Regions from separate parts of the Hordeum vulgare genome. Here region 2 is linked to region 1. Evidence: chromatin contacts called from public Hi-C data. All regions are on one chromosome and are shown on one strand. Each heading gives the region's core, a stretch centred on a gene start, on an enhancer-like site or on the middle of the called end of the contact. The rest is flanking DNA. Distances are from core to core; before and after follow the strand shown.

Region 1 (6,245 bases), core at 2,419-4,918:
CTAGATCATTCATAGTGGGCTTGAGGAATATCGTGACATCGTCTACCAACATTGATAGCTGTTGCTTGAGGCCCGAGCGCACCAAGGGTGTAAGTATGCCGGAGGCTTGTGGAACAACATGTGGAGGGGCTCCATGCACAGGATGAACAACATTGGGGATATTGGATCCCCTTGCCGCAACAACTGAAGATGGCTTCTACCCGCACTCCATTGACCACAGTCCTAGTCGTCTACGAACATTGATAGTTGCTGCTTAAGGCCCGAGCGCACCAGGGGTGTAAGTATGCCGGAAGCCATTGGCTCGTGGAACAACATGTGGAGGGGCTCCATGCACAGGATGAACAACATTGGGGATATTGGATCCCCTTGCCGCAACAACTGAAGATGGCTTCTACCGGCACTCCATTGACCACAGTCCTAGTCGATGATGTTGATAGGATCCCAAATCCATGCCAGCCATTTTGCGCCGAAACCCATTTGTTTCAAAACCTCGAGAAGAACAGGCCACAGTCCAGCTTCAGTAGTACCGTAGGGTCTCGCAGCACATGGAGGTGGTGCACCGTGCATTGCACGAGCATGAAATTGTCGTGGATGCAACCGGGTAGATCCAATTTAGAGTGTAGATCCAATTTAGAGCATGAAATTGTCATTCAGCTTTAATCTCGTTGGGTGCAACCGGTAAATCCAAACCAATTCTAAATGCTACTCCCTCCGTTTCTAAATATAGTTTAAAGTGTAGATGCATTCATTTTGCTCTGTATGTAGTCTATAGTGGAATCCCTACAAAGTCTTATATTTAGGAACAGAGGGAGTAGAAGCAAAGCTGTGGTAGCTGGACTGTCCGTCAAGGCACCAACTGCATGCAAATCCAGTATCTGATGCTCATGAAGGGCAAAGCAAAGCTGAAACACTGCACACAAAAAAGAAGGAAAAAACATAAAGCAGCAACCAGCAGCTACGCACAAGCAGAATAACCTTCATAGTCATTATAAAGAAGACAGTGCCTTTCTTTTGTCCAGAAGACAACACAGGTACCTCAACCTTACTTGGAAAGTGATTTGCCTTGAGGTTTCAACAAACATTATCACTAGTCAGCCCTATTTCTAGAATGCAATTTCAAATCGTACAAGGTAGCATGGCTCTAATCTTTATTCTACATGAATTCTCATGGATCACAGAGTTGGTTATAAATTGAACAGTGAAAGCACCTCGTCAAACACCCATGGGACAGTGGATCTTTCAATGATCTAATCTATGCAATCACAAAGCATACGTTCCTCTCAACTTACTGCACACTCCACCACCACTCTTCTTGTTAATCTTCCCTGCACAAATTTGACCACATTAGTTGAGAATATCCAATGAGTTTATTCACTGATCCTTCTACCCCCCCCCCCCACCCACCCACCCACACACAAAATCACTCGACAAGCATATCCAACAGTCCAACAGCATACCATTGGTTTATGTTACAGAATACAATCAGAAGACATGATCCTACCAGAAAATTCAGAACCTTTACCATGCAATTCACAGCACCCCACTAGACAGCATCTACTTTCCAATTCATTCTAGTGTCATCTCAAGAATACACTTTAAATCATACTCCCTCCGTTCCAAAATAAGTGTCTTAAGCTTAGTACAACTTTGTGTTAGAGCCAGTACAAAGTTAAGACAGTTATTTTGGGACGGAGGGAGTACAAGGTAGCATGGCTCCAATCTTTATACTGAATTATCATGGAGCACAGAGTTGGTGCTAAATTGAACAGTGAAAACACCTGATCAAACAGCATTGGACCTTGGATATTTGAATAATCTAATCTACAACCACAAAACTTACATTCCTCTGAACTTACTGCCTACTCCACCACTACTCTTCTTGTGAACCTTCACTGCACAATTTTGAGCACATTAGTTGAGGCTATCTGATGGTCTTATTCGTTGACTCTTCGTACCGAAAAAAAAAATCAATCACCTGACAAGCATATCAGTCACAGTCAAACAGCATAGCATTGGCGGCCTATGCCATGAAATACAATTAGAAGATAACGAACCCTACCTGAAAATTCAGAACCTTTACCATGCAATTCACAGCGCCCCACTAGACTGTATCTACTTTCCGATCCATTCAGTTTCCTTTTAGTGACATCTCAAGCTGCTCCATCCTCCGGGCTAGATCATGTTTCCCAAGATGCCGCAGCCCATCAACAACAACGTTAAAGGTTGGCGCCCGTGGCGCGAACCCAGCCTCACTCATCTCAAGAAGGTAGTTTGCAGCATCCAAGAACCGACCACCCCTCACACACATTTTCACAAGCATCACATACACAGGCCGATTAGGTGGGTGCCCCTTGGACTTCATATCACCAAAGAAGGCGAAAGCATCAGCGAAACGACCTGCCTTGCAGAGCGCCTTGACGATCGCCGCATATAGACTTGGGAAGGGCCGGTGGCCATCCTCAATAGCCGCATAGAACAATCGGAATGCCTCCTCAATTCGACCAGCCTTGGCCACGGCCGGTAGCATCACTTTGTAAGTTGAGATATCTGGGCACATGCCACGACTGGAAGCATCGGCAAGAAGACCCACCGCGAATTCCACATCACCAGCATCGCAAAGCGCCTGGGCGAGCGAGTTGAATGTGGCCACGTCGGGGAGGACGCCCTCCTTGGTGATGCGGAGGGCGAATGCCTTGGCTTCCTCCAGGCGCCCAGCTCGGACGAGCCCGTCGACGAGGAGGTCCCGGCCGCGCACTGGCGGCCGGAACCCGCGGGTGGCCATGTCGTCCAGGAACGCCTGCGCCTCCCGGAGCTTCCCCGATGCGCACCAGGCGTCGACGAGCGTGCTGAAGGTGGCGCGGTCGGGGGCCACGCCCTTGCGCGCCATGCGGCGGAGCAGCTTGTAGGCGCCGGCGAAGTTGCCGTTGGCGCAGAGCGCGTCGAGAAGGGCGTTGTAGACCTCGGTGGTCTGCGGGCACCCGAAGTGGGGAAGGCGATTGAAGACCTCGACGGCCTGCTCGGCGAGACGGGAGTGGCCGTAGGACGAGATGACCGCTGAGAAGGTTGCCGGAGAGAGGGGGAGGCCGAGCGCGCGCATGTCGGAGGCCTGGGTCCACAGGTGGGTGAAGAGGCGCGCGCGGGCGAGCGGGAGGAGCAGCGCGTCGAAGTGATCGGCGGAGGGGGAGAAATTGGGCTTCGCCCGGATCCACGCGAGGAAGCGGGCGGCGTGGAGGGGCTCAGAGGGGGCAGCGGCGCGGATGACGCGGAGCGCGAGGTCCGGCGGGAATGGGGACGGGAGGCGGAGGCGGTTCAGGGTGCGCTCCAGGTAGAAGTCGCGCCGTACGATGGTGGAGAGGTGGTTTACCGCCGCGAAGTAGGCGTCCTTGGAGGTGGGGTGGTGCGGCAGCTCCTCTTCGCCGGCCGCGTAGTCGGGGAGCGTGGCGAGTCGGCGGAGGCCGAGCCGGTCGCCGAGGCGGCGGAGAACGGCGGCGGAAACGGAGGACGACATTTCTCGCCTCCTCACACCCGCGGAGAACGGGAGCTAACGGTGGAGCTGGGCGGCCCATTCTGTACAGAGCAAGTAGTAATGGGCTAACTTTCTGTTTTTCTGGCTTAGACTGCACTGGCCCATTCGAGCCCATGTAACTAGGGTTTGTGGAGGGTATAAACACTGCCTCGCCTTGCAAACCCTGCCCCGCCGCCGCTCTTCTTCCTCCTCTCTTCGTGTTAGGGTTAGGGTCGCTCCCTCCCGAAGGTAGCAAGCGAGCTCCCAGCTGGTTTGCCCGGGTGATTTTATCCTCGCCGTCTGATTCGAAATCCTTCTGTTGGTTTTTTCCCGGCAGATCAGAGATGGCGGTGCCGATTCTGACGAAGAAGATCGTGAAGAAGAGGGTCAAGCACTTCAAGAGGGCCCATAGCGACCGCTACATTGGCCTCAAGGTATCAACCTCTTCCGCAATACTTGTATGCAGTGGATATTGGAAGTCGATATGGCCAGGTTCTAGATCCTGATTGTTACGCATGCCGTATTTTCAACTTTCAAACTTCACCGCGGTTCATGGCCTCCTGTAGTATCTTCGTTGTATAATCTGGTGGTCTGTTATTCACTTGTGATTCTTAGTCGCTGTATGCCAAATTTATCACTTGGGCTTAGGCTATGTTATTGTGGAATGCTAGTGTTGGAGTCGTTGATTCAGCACGAGAGTGTTATAAGATATTAGCGAATGTTGCTATAGAAATTTACTGAGTGTTCTGAAGGTGGTAACCATTTAGGATGTGAACAATCACAAAGTAGTACTCCCTCTGTACCTAAATACTTGTTGGGGAACACTACTGCAAGTACCCCCAACTACAAGTATTGTGGTACAGAGGGAGTATAACTGAATGATGCATGTTTAAATTGAAATTGTTTGTTGCACGTGTACATCAAAGAGCACTGTGTTGAAAGATTATAACAGACCTTTTAGGTTGGCATTTGTGTTTTTGTCTTACCTTATTTGCTTATTGATGACTTTGTAAAGAAAGGAAGTGATGGCTTAGTAAAAGGTCTGAGTAAGAAAACATCTTCTTGAGCAAATATTGGTTGAATGAAGAGGGCCCTAGCCCTTGCATTAGTATTGTACTGTGGCTGTCGCAACCTCTTCTACAGCAATTTATTCATGTCTTCATGAAGTTGGATGAATTAAAAAAAGGCGTGGGCTTCATTCTGAGTATGAATGCTTTGCTTAGACTTCTCCAAACACTTGTTTCCTAATGTTTGCTCAAGAAGTTATGGTTTTCTGCATGATTAGTACATTCTGTCTGATCCTTTCAGCTTAACTACTTCTACACTGTTATGTATTCTTTGGCCGAGCAGCATTTTCTTAGTGTGTTATTCCTCAATGTTATGTTCTGTAAATTTTTTTGTTGCAAGTATACCCTCACACACCAAAACAGCAAGTGGTTTGTTTCTTTGCTCAATTATATTTATTTGTGTGTTGTTCGCGGGTACAAGTATGACCAGGAAGCTTAACGTGTACTCCCTCCGTTCCTAAATATACGTCTTTTTAGAGGTTCAACTAATGAACTACATACGGATGTATATAGACATATTTTGGAGTATAGATTCATTCATTTTGCTCTGTATGTAGACACCTAATGAAATATCTTAAAAGACTTATATTTAGGTACGGAGGGAGTAAGATAGTAGCTGCTTGTAGTTTTAACATTGTTTCTGAATGTCATAAAATTATTATTGTCCATTATAAAATCCACAAGGAGCAGGTGATGCTAGCTTGTTTGGTAATTCATGTGTTGAATCTTGTATTTCCACCTCTTTTAGACTTGTCCTCTTGTTCATTATGTTATATTGTGCTTAAACTGAACAATATTTTGGTTTTTGATTGTAGCAAAGCTGGCGCAGGCCAAAGGGTATTGATTCCCGTGTCAGGAGAAAGTTCAAGGGATGCACCTTGATGCCCAACATTGGCTACGGTTCTGACAAGAAGACCAGGCATTACCTTCCCAACAAGTTCAAGAAGTTTGTTGTCCACAATGTCTCTGAGCTGGAGCTGCTTATGATGCACAACAGGTAAATGCGTGTTCATCATGCCGTTTACAGTACTGTCTTCCACTATTATGGTATGCTAATTGTAATATGCCTTGTTCCTTGCAATCAGGACCTACTGTGCGGAGATTGCGCACAACGTCTCCACCAAGAAGCGCAAGGACATCGTTGAGCGTGCCGCACAGCTCGACATCGTGGTTACCAACAAGCTTGCCAGGCTCCGCAGCCAAGAGGATGAGTAAACTGTCTGTTGGTGCTATGTTTTGGTCTGGTTCGTATGTAGGGAATTATTCTGCCGTCGTTCGTTTTGTGTCTGCCAGGGATATCTGCTGTTCCTACCTTTTTGCTACTAGTGCCGACTGTAATGTGTCAAAGATCTACTATTGCCTTTATAATCTACTCCATCCGTCCCGTAATATAAGAGCGTTTTTAACACTACCAGTGCTGACTGTAGATATCATTGCCAATTGCTGAAAAATTGTGTGTTAAAGTGGGTTTCGGTTGTGCTTCATATTCCGGTGATCAAATTTAATCATCTGTTTTGAAGCACTTAGGTTGAGATCTTGTCACACTGTTGTGGTTGTGATACTACATCAGACAACGTCAAGTAGGAAGTATGGTCTCTACCTGCTTGAACATGAAAGTCTCAATGATGATTTATCTCAAAGGTTGTTTTAGAGCGTACCCCTGAAAATTCCTG
Region 2 (6,006 bases), core at 3,482-5,981, 250 kb before region 1:
ATTCATATTATTAGTCATTTCATGAAGTAACTCACTTAGAGATTTAGGAGCTTGTTCTAATTGGGTTTGAACCATAGAAGCATGTTTTCCTACAACTCTTACATCATTGGGATTCTAAATAACAAGTCACTTAAGCAAGCAATCATATCAGAGTTTTGTTTCAATTGTTTCATGACATAGGAATTGAAATGATCTTGCTTCATAATATAATTATCAAACTCATATAAGCATTGACTACGATGTTTATTGTAAGGGATGTCACCTTCATCAAACTTTAGAAGAGAATTTACCTCCACCACCTATGGTGGTGTTTTGAGACCATGGATTTCTTTGATAGGTGGTAAATTCTTGACATCTTTAGCTTTAATGCTTTTTTCCTTCATACATTTCTTTTCCTCTTGCATAGTTTCAGGAGTAAGGAATAAGATACCTCTCTTCTTCGGAGTAGACTTAGGTGGTGGTTCGAGAAGTGTCCATTCATAACAATTCTTCAATATATTAGTCAATAATTCCTCATCTTGTTCGACAGTTCGATCCCTGAAAACATAACCAGCAGAACTATCTAGGTGGTCCCTAGAAGCAGCGGTTAGTCCATTACAAAATATATCAACTATTTTGTTTATCTTAAGAGTGTTGGGGAACGTTGCATGGGAAACAAAAAAATACTACACACACATAAGATCTATCCATGGTGATGACCACCTATGAGAGGAGAGATCGGATCCACATACCCTTGTAGATCGCTAAACGGGAAGCGTTAAGAAATGCGGTTGATGTAGTCGAACGTCTTCGCGATCCAAATCGCAAGCTGTCCCGCGATCCAATCACGATCTACTGTCGAATGGACGACACCTCCGCGTTCAGCACACGTGCAACTCGCTGATGATCTCCGCCTTCTTGATCCAGCAAGAGGGACGAAGAAGTAGATGAATTCTCAGATAGCACGACGGTGTGACGGTGATGTTGGAGGAGCTGATCCGGCAGGGCTTCGCCATGCACTGCCGACCTAGACTACGGGGTGTCACGAAGTAGTGGAGGGAGAGGGGCTGCACCGTGGCTTGTGGTGCGGCTAGCCTCTCTCCTCTCCACTATATATAGGTGGGAGGGAGGGGTGGGGCCCTAGGTAAAAAACCCAGGGTTGGTCGGCGGCGCACAAGGAGGGAGGAGTCCTCCTTCAATTCGGTTTGGTGGAGGAGGAGTCCTCCTCCTAGTGGGATTCCTCCCCTCTCTTCCTATTCGGCCGAATAGGCCCATGGGGTTGGCCGCCCAACCCACCAGGGGTTGGTGCGACACCTCTAGGCCTATTTGGCCCCCCTTCGGGTGGGTGGCCCCTCCCGGTGAACCTCCGGAGCCCATTCATCACTCTCGGTACTTTATCAAAAATTCCCGAAATCTTTCCGACATCCGAATATACTTTTCCTATATATCAATCTTCGTCTCCGGACCATTACGGAACTCCTCGTGACGTCCATATCTCATATGGGAATCCGAACAAAATTCAAACACCAACATACATAATTCAAGTATACCGAAACGTAACCGAACCTTAAGTGTGCAGACCCTACGGGTTCAAGAACTATGTAGACATGACCGAGACACTCTTCGGTTAATAACCAATAGAAGGACCTGGATGTCCATATTGGCTCCTACATATTCTACGAAGATCTTTATCGATTGAACCTCTATGTCAAGGATTTAGTTAATCCCGTATATTATTCCCTTTGTTCTTCGGTATGTTACTTGCCCGAGATTCGATCGTCGGTATCTCTATACCTAGTTCAATCTCGTTGCATGCAAGTCTCTTTACTCGTTCCATAATACAAAATCCCGTGACTAAGTCTTTAGTCACATTGCTTTGTAGACTTGTTGTGATGTTGTATTATCGAGTGGGCCCCGAGATACCTCTCCGTCACACGGAGTGACAAATACCAGTCTTGATGCATGCCAACTCAACAGACACCTTCAGAGATACATGTATAGTACTTTTATAGTCACTTAGTTATGTTGCGACGTTTGATACACACAAAGTATTCTTCCGGTGTGAGTAAGCTACATGATCTCATGGTCAAAGGAACATATACTTGACATGCAGAAAAACAGTAGCAATAAAACAACACGATCACATGCTATGTTCATAGTTTGGGTCTTCTCCATCACATAATTCTCCTAATGATGTGATCCCGTTATCAAGTGACAACTCTTGTCTATGGTAAGGAAACCTTGACCATCTTTGATCAATGAGCTAGTCCAGTAGAGGCTTACTAGGTACGGTGTGTTGTCTATGTATCCACAGATGTATCTGAGTTTCCATTCAATACAATTCTAGCATATATAATAAATGATTATACTGAACAAGGAAATATAATAATAACTATTTTATTTTTGCCTCTAGGGCATATTTCCAACAGTCTCCCACTTGCACTAGAGTCAATAATCTAGCGCACATCACTATGTGATTTACAATGTAATAAATATAACACCCATACAGTTCTGGTGTTGATCATGGTTTGCTCGTGGAAGAGGCTTAGTCAACGGGTGTGCAACATTCAGATCCGTGTGCACTTTGCAAGTACTTATGTCCGCCTCTTTGATGTAATCGCAGATGGCATTGAAGCGTCACTTTATGTGTCTGGTCCTCTTGTGAAACCTTGGTTCCTTGGCTAGAGCAATGGTACCAGTGTTTTTACAGAACAGAGTCATTAGATTTAATTCACTAGGCACAACTCCATGATTTGTCATGAACTCCTTCATCCACACACCCTCTTTGGCCGCCTCTGAGGCAGCTATGTACTCCGCTTCACATGTAGAATCAGCTACCACGCTTTGCTTGGAACTGCACCAGCTTACCGCACCCCCATTGAGAATAAATACGTATCCGGTTTGAGACTTAGAGTCATCCAGGTCAGTGTCAAAGATTGCATCGACGTAACCCTTTACGACAAGCTCTTCATCACCTCCATAAACGAGAAACATTTCCTTAGTCCTTTTCAGGTACTTCAGAATATTCTTGACCGTTGTCCAGTGTTCTATTCCTGGATCACTCTGAAACCTTCTCGCCATACTTATGGCAAGGCTGACATCAGGTCTTGTGCACAACATTGCATACATGATAGAGCCTATGGCTGAAGCATAGGGGCGACACTCAGCTTTTCTCTATCTTCTGCAGTTACTGGGCATTGACTCTTACTCAACTTCACACCTTGTAGCACAAGCAAGAACTCCTTCTTGGACTGCTCCATTATGAACTACTACAAAACTTTGTCAAGGTATGAGCTCTGTGAAAGTCCTATTAAGCGTCTTGATCTATCTCCATAGATCTTGATGCCTAATATGTAAGCACCTTCTCCTAGGTCCTTCATAGAAAAACTCTTATTCAAATAATCCTTTACGCTTCCCAAAATGGCTATATGATTTCCAATCAGCAATATGTCATCCAAATATAATATTAGAAATGCTATAGAGCCCCCACTCACTTTCTTGTAAATACAAGCTTCTCCACAAACTTATATAAACCCAAACGCCATGATCACCTCATCTAAGCGTTGATTACAACTTCGAGATGCTTGCACGAGTCCATAAATGGATCGCTGGAGTTTGCATACTTTCTTAGCATTCTCTGGATCGACAAAACCTTCTAAGGAGCGCTGCTTTGACATCAATTTTCCAAATTTCATAATCAAAAAATGCAGCTATTGCTAACATGATTCTGATGGATTTAAGCATCGCTACGGGTGAGAAAGTCTCATCGTAGTCAACTACTTGAACTTGTGAAAAACCCCTTGCCACAAGTCGAGTTTTATAGACGGTGATATTATCGTCTGCGTGTGTCTTCTTCTTAAAGATTCATTTATTCTGAATGGCCTTTCGCCCTTCAGGTAATACTTCCAAAGTCCACACTTTGTTTTCATACATGGATCCTATGTCAGATTTCATGGATCTAAACATTTGTTGGAATCGGGGCCCACCATCACGTCTCCATAGCTCGTAGGTTCATTGTTTCTAACAACATGACTGACAAGACAGGGTTTCCGTACCACTCAGGAGTATTACGTGCCCTTGTCGACCTACGAGGTTCGATAACAACTTGATCTGAAGCTACATGATCATAATCATCAGCCTCCTCTTCAACAGATGTAGGCTCCATAGAAACATCTTTTTGCGTTGCGTCATTCTCTGGTTGAAGTATAGATTCTATAACTATAACATCCCAAATTTCAATTTGGAATATTTTACAATTATAGCTAAGCATCTATGCATTTTGATTGAAATGAATGTGGCAACTGAATTTTCATCTGGTATTTGATTTCATTTCTTTTGGCACGTGAATTTCATTCACAAATCCCTCACAAAATACCTTGTACAACAAGTATGAGAGGAGGTAACATGACACCCCAAAAGTGAGAAGAAAAATAGTGCCAATTTATTTGAAAGTCAAATTTGATTTTATTTGGAATTTTAAAGAAAAAGTTTTATAAAGTTTTTATTTTGTGTTTAATAAATGTCCATGCTATAGGATTTATTTTTCCGATCGTTTTGATATACAATACCCTAAATATTATTTTGTGTATAGTATGTTATTTTCGTTTTATTTCTCAAAAAAAAACTGGGCTGACCCAGCCAGCCATGGGCCAGTGCCCCAGCCGACCCCACACGCACGGTGTGAGTTGCCCTAGCAAGGCAAGGAGCAAGGTGAGCCACGAGCGCTCCTCCCAGCCGCCGTTGGCTGTTTGTTTTCCAAAAAAAAGGGCAACGAACCCCATGTCATGTGTCTCTCCTCCCGATTTCCTCTCCCTCTCGTACTCTCTCTCTCTGCGTGGGACCCGCCTAGTCTTCTTCCTGTCCACGAAAACAAAACAAAGTCCAACTCCACGCACGTACGTGTACAGACGCCGACTTTGGTTTAAACTTCATGAAAATCCTATCTCTAGTCAACCCCTGCTCAAGCATCATGTCCTATAAATACCCGTGACTCTCCTCGACTAATTCTCGTAAAACCCCCACGCCAAAACCCCATATACACGAAGCTTTCGGCGTTTGGATCTTGCCACAGAAGCTGCGGTTCATCGTCGGATTCCAACGCCCGTGAGCCATTCCGAGCCTCCATCCTTTGCAGTTAGACTTATTGCGATCCTTAGCTTCTTTTTGACATGGTCTAATCTCGTATCTCCATCTACAACGACCGCCTCGAGCTCGTAACGTCGCCGTAGTTCACGGAGTTCACCTCGATACCCCGTTCGCTTCGGTCACCACCAACCTTCACATTCAGCAAAAATCGTTTGCCCTCGACGTTCCGCATCTGTTGGACAACTTCCCCGACGCCGTTGATCACGGATCACGGAGTATGTTTTTTTTTTCCGTTTTATTCCTAAAAAAACTGCTGGCCAGGCGAGCGCACCGGACGGCCAAGCTAACCATGGGCCAGCGCCCCAGCCCACCCCACACGCATGGTGGGAGTTGCCCTAGCGAGGCAATGAGCGAGGCGAGCCACGAGTGCTCCTCCCAGCCGCTGCCGGCTGTTTGTTTTTCAAACAAAGGGCAACGAACCCCACGTTATGTTTCTCTCCTCCCAATTTCCTCTCTTTCTCGTACTCTCTCTCCCTGGCGCGTGGGACCCGCTCGGTCTTCTTCCTGTCCACGAAAACAAAACAGAGTCCAACTGCACGCACGTACGCGTAAAGACGCCGACTTCGGTTTAAACTTTGTGAAAATCCTATCTCAAGTCAACCCCTGCTCCAAGCATCATGTCCTATAAAAACCCTTGTACGCGAAGCTTTCGTCATTTGGATCTCACCGCAGAAGCTGCGGTTCATCGCCATATTCCGACGCCCGTGAGCCATCTCGAGCCTCCATCTTGTGTAGTTAGACTTTTTTCAATCCCTAGCTTCTTTTTGACAAGGTTTAATCTCATCTCTTCGTCTATAGCGACCACCTCGAGCTCGTAACGACGTCTTAGTTCACGGAGTTCACCTCGACGCCCCGCTCGCTTCGTTCACCATCAACCTTCAC

The links. Hi-C and Micro-C count contacts between places; a contact is called where the count stands out from the background.
Region 2: a Hi-C map of leaf shows a contact between it and region 1, with 3 times the contacts expected there. The contact joins the enhancer-like site here to the promoter of LOC123407001 in region 1. A contact is called at or near these places in 2 of 6 Hi-C or Micro-C datasets (leaf and seedling) and 1 of 1 datasets of contacts at active chromatin or transcription factors (embryo).

What each region holds. Positions count from the first base shown.
Region 1 is chr7H:194,626,343-194,632,587 of MorexV3_pseudomolecules_assembly, reverse strand. LOC123407001 (60S ribosomal protein L32-1) reads left to right here and starts at 3,668. Exons shown (of 4, transcript XM_045100027.1): 1 at 3,668-3,754; 2 at 3,843-3,939; 3 at 5,388-5,569; 4 at 5,658-5,961. The coding sequence starts at 3,850. The coding sequence ends at 5,787. It overlaps LOC123406999 (pentatricopeptide repeat-containing protein At5g18390, mitochondrial), which reads right to left and starts at 3,605. Exons shown (of 3, transcript XM_045100026.1): 1 at 2,060-3,605; 2 at 1,841-1,892; 3 at 957-1,320. The coding sequence starts at 3,508. The coding sequence ends at 2,129.
Region 2 is chr7H:194,879,061-194,885,066 of MorexV3_pseudomolecules_assembly, reverse strand. No RefSeq gene overlaps it. Among protein-coding and RNA genes, the nearest start is that of LOC123406999, 250 kb to the right of the region's middle. Within about 2 kb of position 4,731, at least 3 of the 3 cell types and tissues checked have open chromatin away from gene starts, as enhancers often do. A contact at or near this core is called in leaf and seedling, where this site is marked.